Linked DNA regions of Mus musculus: region 2 is linked to region 1. Evidence: chromatin contacts called from public Hi-C data. All regions are on one chromosome and are shown on one strand. The core of a region is the stretch at or near the end of the contact, and the rest is flanking DNA. Distances in the headings are between cores, read along the strand shown.

Region 1 (4,354 bases), core at 669-3,168:
GGGAATCTTCTCTTCTTGGGGAAGCAGATAGATGGGGAAATAGCATGTATGTTAGAAAGTACAGTAAAGAAACTGCTGACATGACTGCTCCTTGATATGACTAAGGCTTTTATTGTAAATACGAGAGAGAGAGAGAGAGAGAGAGAGAGAGAGAGAGAGAGAGAGAGGGGGGGGGAGGGAGAGGGAGAGGGAGAGGGAGAGGGAGAGGGAGAGGGAGAGGGAGAGGGAGAGGGAGAGGGAGAGGGAGAGGGAAAGGGAGAGGGAGAGGGAGAGGGAGAGGGAGAGGGAGAGGGAGAGGGAGAGGGAGAGGGAGAGGGAGAGGGAGAGGGAGAGGGAGAGAGAACAGCCAGAGGCATCTGGAAGAGTCCAGAGAGAGCAGGAAGAGAAAGAGGTAGACTGAATGCGGCCAGCCTAGTCAGCATGCCCAGGGCTATCTGTGAGAGAAGGGAGAGTAACCAGAGATAGAGAATAGAGGGAGCCCAGTGAGGAGAGCAGGGGTGGGTGGGGTGGGGGAGCCTGGTCTTTATACAGAGAACAGGTATCTGGAAGGAGAGAAGCCTGGCCAGGCAAGAAGCCAGCATGTTAGGGTGGAGGCTTTGAGATATGTGACCGGTCTTGTGATGCTGAGGAAGCCTGGAGGCCAACATAGGCTTCTACATGCAGACACAGGGGCCATGTGTCCTGTGGCCAGAGGTCAGGGAACTGACTTCTTCTGGCAGATGGGAACTGGTTTCACAAGTTCCTGAGGAATGCTGGTTTTTATCTAATGACCAGAAATCCTCCTATCATCCAGATTGAGCTCATGTTGGATGTTTGCACAGCCTGAGTCCTAACTTGACAGACACCAGATCCCCTTGATGCTGAGGCCCCATTCAGGGACCATATCAACCTAAGTATCTCCTCCAAGCCTACAGCCAGTGGCTGATGGAGTAACCTATAACAATGTATCCCTTAAGTAAATGTCTCCTCCAATCCTATGGCCCGTGGCTGATGGAGTAACTTATAACAATGTATCCCTTAAGCCTGTGTATCTTCCTTTGGTCATCCGAATAATAGATGATGGAAGTTCTGACTCCGTGATAAAATACTCACCTGGCCTTTCATAAGGGAACAACTGTGATGTAAATCAACCTTGGACTCAGAGCCACAAAACCAAGGTGGTGTCCTGGATCTGCCTGCAGCCAGTTACATGTTGACCCAGTGCCCCCATGCCCCATGCCTCTTATTCTCATCAGTTAAAAGCAGATAATGATAAAAGTAATTCTGAACTTTAGATGAAATCATGCATCTCAAAGCAACTAACACCCGGCAGCCTCTCTGTAAATGTTTGTCTGAAGCTGAAGGTCTAGTCGGCAAACCACCATTCATCATTCTGGGCCCTAAGCCACTAGTCACTTTACCATTAATTGTACTAAGTGACTTCTGTGGCTGCACACCACCAACACTCTGTCATCTTAATGCAGGTAATTAGTAAGTACCTTTGGTCCTTGAACATGTCCAAATGTGGTGGTTTGAATAAGTATGGCCCTCCTAAACTCATGTGTTTGAAAGCTTGGCCCATAAGGAGTGACACTATTAGGAGGCGTGGCCTTGATGGAGTAGGTGTGGTCTTGGTGGAAAAAGTGTGTCACTATAGAAGCAGGCTTTCACATCGCCTAAGCTCAAGCTATGCAGTCTTTTCCTGCTGCCTGTGGATCGAGATATAGAACCCTCAGTTCCTTCTCCAGCTATGGTCCTTCTCCAGCACCATATCTGCCTATGTGCCATCAAGCATCTTGCCATGATGCTAATAAAATAAACTTCTGAAATGATACGCCAGCCCCAACTAAGTGTTTTCCATTGTATGAGTTCCTGTGGTCTTGGTGTCTCTTCACAGCAATAAACTCTTAAGACACCAAGTTCCCATCATGTGATTTGTAAGTTCTTTAGATGAGCCACACCTCATTCTACTTCTTCTTTAGAATGGGTGGATGTGGTCACTGTCACATGCTTTTCTGTGGCCTTTTCTTTAATGTGATAGTATTACTATCTAAAATACAAAGTGCAGGGACCACATCTTGCCATACTAAATCTGCTCTCATGAATGTGTTATGGTGCTAACTCATCTTTTAGACAATTGAATCCCACACTCAATAGTATTTGCAGACAGAAGTAATTTTCTTACACCAGTTGATGACAGAACTTTGCCCCCCCCCCCCGCCCCCTGCCAAATATCATGGCAGTGGGCCTGACACTTGACAACCAACAGAGGTCAACTGGGAAAGTGAAATGCTGCTCAAGATGCTTCAGAACATTGTAGAGTTTTGGCCACTGTGGAGGCCTGAGGTAGCCAGGATCAGGCTTAAATGAGTTAAAGTTCTTCCTGTGCCATCTTTAAATCCAGGATTGTTCTTCACACATTTGCCTTAAATCAAGGAATGTAAAAAATAAGTCTTGGGTGCTTTCTGGAAAACGAAGCCGGAAGTCTTAATCCTAGCAAGGTTAAGACTCTCCAGCAAGTGGGGCTGGAGAGATGGCTCAGCAGATAAGAGCACCAACTGCTCTTCCAGAGGTCCTGTGTTCAATTCACAGAAACCACTTGGTGGCTCACAACCATCTGTAAGGAGATCTGATGCTCTCTTCTCGTGTGTCTGAAGACAGTGACAGCATACTCATACACATATAATAAATAAATCTTAAAAAAAAAAAAAACATCTCCAGCAAGTTCAAGGCTTGGTTTGGGTACACAGTATGTTTTCGTGAGACCCCGTCTATAGATAGATAGATAGATAGATAGATAGATAGATAGATAGATAGATAGATACATACATACATACATACACACATTACATACATACATACATACATATATACATACATAGGTAGGTAGATAGATAGATACATGCATACATATATACATACATAGATACATAGATATATAGATACATACATAGACAGATATAGATAGATACAAGCATACATATGTACATAGATACATAGATATATAGATACATGCATACATAGATACATATATATATACATAGATATATAGATACATACATAGATACATTATAGATTTATAGATACATACATAGATACATACATAGATAATCTTTTTTCATTCCAGATTCCCATTAGTTTAAGGAAAATTATACATTGAGTTTCTGCTGAGCACCAGTCACTGGCTCAAGGCTTTCCAGCTTTTCCACTCCTCAGAGCACCCTAATGGAGTGGGCAGCATTCCTGTTTCAAAGACACAGAAACTGGGGAGGTTGAATTTGAGGACTACCCTGGAGTTAGTCTCTCTCTGAAGTAAAGCCTGCATGTTCCAAACAGCTCTAACTCTGTCTCAAGATGTGCTTGTTAGAAAAAGCAGAATTCTGCACACGAGGTTGCTTTTCCACAAAATGATCGAGAGCAGTCTGCTCATCAGTGTCTGTAGAGAGTTGGGACAAGTGCCTCTCTGCCTTCAGTGTGAGGTATGATTGATCATCTGGGGGATTGTGAAAATGGATTGTTGAGCTCTCGTTCTCAAATTCAACATATAGATTTCTTTTTTTAAAAAATGTGCATGTGTGTGTTTGGGTGTATGTGCTTGTGAGTACAGTTGTCTGTGGTTGTGAGGCCAGCCAATGCCTATGTTGGGAACCAAACTACTGTCCTGGGGGCAGGAAACAGTTGCTGAGCCACCACTCCGTTTGCTTCTGGCTGAATATCTCACATTATGTCCTCGCTGATGCCTCTTTCCAAAGCACAGTCAGGATCAGTTAGATCTAGGTTGGAATTACAGACTCAAGGGCTAATTTTTGTTCCTGGCCTCTAGCAATAGAATCAAATCTCAGGGGCCAGGAACCAGCCTTCTGGGTCTATGTGGGGTGTTAGTTTGGTTTGTTAACAGTCCCACTCTGTAGCTCAGGCTGGCTGAGAAATCACTTATGTAACCCAGGTTGCTCCTGAACTCTCTCATAGACCCTCCTTTCTTAGCTTCTAGAGTGCTAGGATTAGAGATGTAAGACTCCCAACCTGGCGAGAGTCTTTTAAATAACTACCTGGCTGTTCTGCTCAACGAAGTGTGAATACTGTCATCCAATGGGCCTTTAAATTATTCTTTATCTCACATACAGCCTCATTTTTTAAATGATGCCTCATTCTGAGTGACAGCCATACTGCAGAACCATTTACAACTGACCATTAGCTGCTGTTGTGACCTGCCTCTGTGTTTAAAATGTCCACAAGGGATCTCTCAGCCCACACTTCATAAATAAAAACCAAGCGGGGGAAATGGAACTATTTATTCATTGATTGGTTTTTGAAAAGTCCTCCAGTTATAGCTTTTCCAGTTCATCAAGGGGAAAGAAGCTTCACTGATGATGAG
Region 2 (4,354 bases), core at 545-3,044, 200 kb after region 1:
AAAAAAAAAAACAAGAAAAATGATAAGTTCCAAGAAGTGATATGTACCTGTTTATTAATTGAAACTCAGTTCCCCACTTGCCTACTGCATAGATGCTGAGTAGATATCTAAGGTGCTGCCACAAAAAGGCATTGTTATTAACCTGTCGCCATGGGCTAGGCAACCTACAGTGGGATGTGGGAAGAGTTAGCCCAAGCTCCCACACTGAGAGGCCATCATGTGCCGGAAGCAGCAAAAGCTCTGGTGGAGCATGTTTATTGTAAGGACGCATTTTACTTCATTTATATTCCTTCCCATGCTGTTAAATGACCTCTGCGTTCCTCTGGCCTTTGCCAGTCAGCTTTCCATCACTGAAATTAACTTAGAAAGACGAAGGGCTTATTTTAGTCCATAGGTTTTGAAGTTTCAGTCGTGATCAATTGGCCCCATTGCCAATTGATTGTGGGGCGGTAGTTCATCGTGGTGGAAGTATATGAAACAGGAAAATTGCTCACTTCTGGCCAGGAACTGGGAGGGAGAAGAAAGGAGAGACTGACGTCCTGCTATATCCTTCAAAGGCATGCTGTAACAGCCTAAATAACCCACACCCAGTCCAACCTCATAAAGTTCCACTCCCCCAGACTTCACCGAGATCGCCACACTGAGGTCTAAGAAGAGGTTGGGGGCAATGCAAAGGCAGGTCCATGTAACTCAGATCTCAGTCTCCTCATGCCTTATGAAGTAGATCACCCCCGAGAACAGAGGCTTGCCACAGGAGCCTGTCCATAGCTGATGCCATGCTGTGTGAAAATGCAGGGACTCAGTGTGTGATTGGCAACATGGGCCTGGGCCTCACAGGGCAAGACAGATAGAAACCCAGATTGGTGAATAACCCACATTGCGGTGAAAATTGAAACCGCAGGAGCAGATATGATCACTGAAGAAGGAGGCAAAGGGAGAGGAGAGGCCAGGGCAGGCCTGCAGGATGATGAAAGGACCCAGGAAGGGGGTTACAGGCTGAACAGATCAGGCCAGAGAGAAAACTATTAGTTAGACATGTGATGGATGATCACTGGCTAGCATTGAGGGGTGTGTGTGTGTGTGTGTGTGTGTGTGTGTGTGTGTGTGAGTGTGTGGTGGGGAGGGTGAATCCAGACTGAAATACTATGACATGTGGAGATACCAGGCTGCAAATACTGACCTCCAATTTTCAAATTTCAACACTAGAATAAACACTGTCACTGATGCAGTAAAGGTCTGCGACTGCTCCTCTTGTTTTCTGGATAAGAAAGGATCTGAGCATTTGGAAGCGGGTGTCAATGCGCTGGCTACACATGTGTGTGTTGCTGCAGCTGGCCACCCTGCCACTTCACACAGAGAAAGTTCCTTGCTGAATGTGCAGGGTGTGTTGTTGTAGAGGGCCTCCTTAAAAAAATATTATGAGCCCTCTGCAGGATGGTACAAAACAACAACTCATTATTTACATAAAGAGGAACTAGGTCCTGCCTCCTGTGGTTGGAAACTATGCACTGTTTTTATAACGTTTTAATGTCCACAGCCCACAGAGCACAACAAAGGACCCTGACTCCATTCCATGCACATCGTGCCCCCATCTGTGAAAAATAACCAGTTCTAATGTGTTTTAATCTTAACCTTTTTTTCTGAGTTTTCGTTTTTCTGTCTCGTTCTGTCCTATTTCACTGAAGAGGGCAAGATTGGAAGGAATCCATTCAGAGTTAACATCAGTCATGTGTGGTATCATTGGCTAATAAATCCAGGAAGTAGAGGCAGGAGGATAGCCTGAGCTAAAGCCAGACTGTCTCAGGAAAACAAAACACCAAGAAAGGACCAGCTGATGAGGAAGCAGTTTGGCCAGCACTGCTGCCTTTGTAGCTGGGCCACAGATAAAGGCAGTCATACCTGCAGCCTAGGGTGGGGCCTCCCTGGATATTTCCTCATCCATACAGATGGTGTGAGCACTTGCTCAGCTCCTATGTAACCTTAGTGTCCAGTGAGACTCTTTGTAAAAGGGTTTTCTTCCTAAAAGGAAATGCCAAATAAGAAATCTTTGCAAAGTGCTCAGTATTCTATTTTTCTGAATTATCTTTGCTGACTATTCACATGTGACTTGAAATCCTAAATTTCTATCTGTAGAAGTTTTTGTTGACTTGTAAGCACTTTGATAAAAGACATGGGTGAATTTATTTTTAAAAAAAGCATGTCAGCTATATGTGTACTACCCCTGTGTGCAGACTCACTACTCCTGTGTGCAGGCTCACTACCCTTGTGTGCAGGCTCACTACCCTTGTGTGCAGGCTCACTACCCTTGTGTGCAGGCTCACTACCCTTGTGTGCAGGTGCACTACCCTTGTGTGCAGGTGCTCCCTGTGAGCATAGGTTTTACCTTTACAAAGTTATTGAGAAGGACACTGCAATTGCAGCATCAGTGAGATGAAGCAGGAGCACTGCTCTGATTCAGAGGCCAGCCTGGGCTACATAGGAAGTGCTGGGCCAGCCTGGGCTATATAGGAAGTGCTGAGCCAGCCTGGGCTATATAGGAAGTACTGGGCCAGCCTGGGCTACATAGGAAATACTGGACCAGCTAAGGGAATGTGGCACAACCCTGCCTCAAACAAAAATTAAATAAGAATTTAAAAACAGGAGGCTATCATTTAAACTTTGGGTTTAAGTAGTTTTAGTGGAGTCACTAGGAGACTTGCCTTAACATCTATTATAGTAAGTTATTGGAGAGAAACATTGCTCTGTGGGGCTGCGGAGATGGATCAGTGCTTAAGAGCACTGGCTGCTCTTATAGAGAGCATTGGTTGGATCCCATCACTCAACTGTGGCTCACAAGTATGTATAACTCCAGTTCCAGGGGGTAGGACACCCTCTTCTGACCTCCAAGAATATCAGCCATGCATGTGGCTCATACACATATATGTAGACAAAACACTCATACACATTAAAAGGCAAACGTGAAAGAAGGAAGGAACACGAGCAAGCCAGCAGTTTGTCCCCGAGGAGATGCAGCACTGTCTTTCTGGGTCTGGGTCACGTCACTTATGTACTGTTTCCAGTTCTCTGTTTACTTACAGATCATGACTTCATTTTTCTGAAAGATGAATAGAATTCCACTGTGTCTATGTACTACATCTTCATTATCCATTTCTCAGCTGAGGGACATCTGGGTTGTTTCCATTTCCTGGATATTTCGAATAGAGCAGTAGTGAACAAGGCTGAGCGTGGAGCTGTAGAGTAGGATATCAGGTCCTCTGGGGATACGCTCAGGAGTGGTGTAGCTGAGGCATATAGTAGACCTGCTTTTGGATTTTTAAAAATTCTCCACACTAATCTCCAAGTGGTTCCTATAGTTTGCCATCCAACCAACAATGCATGATGAGTCCTGTTTCCTCACATCGTTACATAATGTTAACACCAATTAACATGTGGATGTGGATGGGGAAAGTGTCACTGGCCCCTACCCAAGATGAAGAGCTTCAAGCAATCAACAGCTACTATGTTTATATCATCTGTGAGATAGACAAAGAGAATTGGCTTTCATTAGGTATGATCCTCAGACTGGTTATCTAATCCCAGATGGTTAGCCATAAACATATAAATACAAACATCACAAATGGACTCATAAATTGTATGTGTGTCTCTGTGTCTGTGTGTACATGTGTATGTATCTGTATGTATGTGTATGAATGTATGTGTGCATGTGTATGTGTGCATGTGTATGTGTGCATATGTGTATGTATGTGTGTATGTGTATATATGTGTATGAATATGTGTGTGCATATGTGTATGTATGTGTGTATGTGTATGCATGTATATCTGTGTGCATATGTATGTGTGCAGATGTGTATGTGTCTGTGTATATGTGTGTATATGTATATGTGCATGTATATGTGTGTTTGTGTATGTCTGAGTGTGTGCATGTATATGTGTTCATATGTGTGTATATGTGTCTACGTGTGTATGTATGTATTAATGTGTGTATGCATGTGTGTGCGTGTGTATATGTGTATTTATGTGTATGAATGTCTGCATGTATGTGTGTGTGAGTGTGTACATGTGTATATGTGCATATATGTGTGTCTGTATGTATGTGTATGTGTGTATGTTTATGTGTGTGTATGTTTGTGTAGTGTAGGTATGTGTGTGTATATTTTATGTATATATGTGTGTATGTGTAAGAAGAGTGAAGAGGCCATGAATTTGAGAAGGAGTTTGGGGATACATGCAAGGAGATTGGGAGTGCTTAGGGAAGTTTGAGAATGATATAAACACAGAACTCATGCATGATGGTCTAAAAGAAAAGTTAGAAGGAAAAAAAAAAGTGCTCTCACAGTAGTCCAGGAAGAGCCTT

Evidence for each region. Hi-C and Micro-C count contacts between places; a contact is called where the count stands out from the background.
Region 2: a Hi-C map of bone marrow-derived macrophages shows a contact between it and region 1, with 24 read pairs. The contact joins two enhancer-like sites. A contact is called at or near these places in 1 of 484 Hi-C or Micro-C datasets (bone marrow-derived macrophages) and 2 of 115 datasets of contacts at active chromatin or transcription factors (cardiomyocytes and pancreatic cancer cells).

What each region holds. Positions count from the first base shown.
Region 1 is chr12:117,442,868-117,447,221 of GRCm38.p6, forward strand. No RefSeq gene overlaps it. Among named protein-coding and RNA genes, the nearest start is that of Gm31482, 21 kb to the right of the region's middle. Within about 2 kb of position 1,919, at least 19 of the 459 cell types and tissues checked have an H3K27ac peak or open chromatin away from gene starts, as enhancers often do. A contact at or near this core is called in bone marrow-derived macrophages, where this site is marked.
Region 2 is chr12:117,638,082-117,642,435 of GRCm38.p6, forward strand. The region is part of intron 7 of Rapgef5 (Rap guanine nucleotide exchange factor (GEF) 5); the gene reads left to right. Among named protein-coding and RNA genes, the nearest start is that of Rapgef5, 110 kb to the left of the region's middle. Within about 2 kb of position 1,795, at least 55 of the 459 cell types and tissues checked have an H3K27ac peak or open chromatin away from gene starts, as enhancers often do. A contact at or near this core is called in bone marrow-derived macrophages, where this site is marked.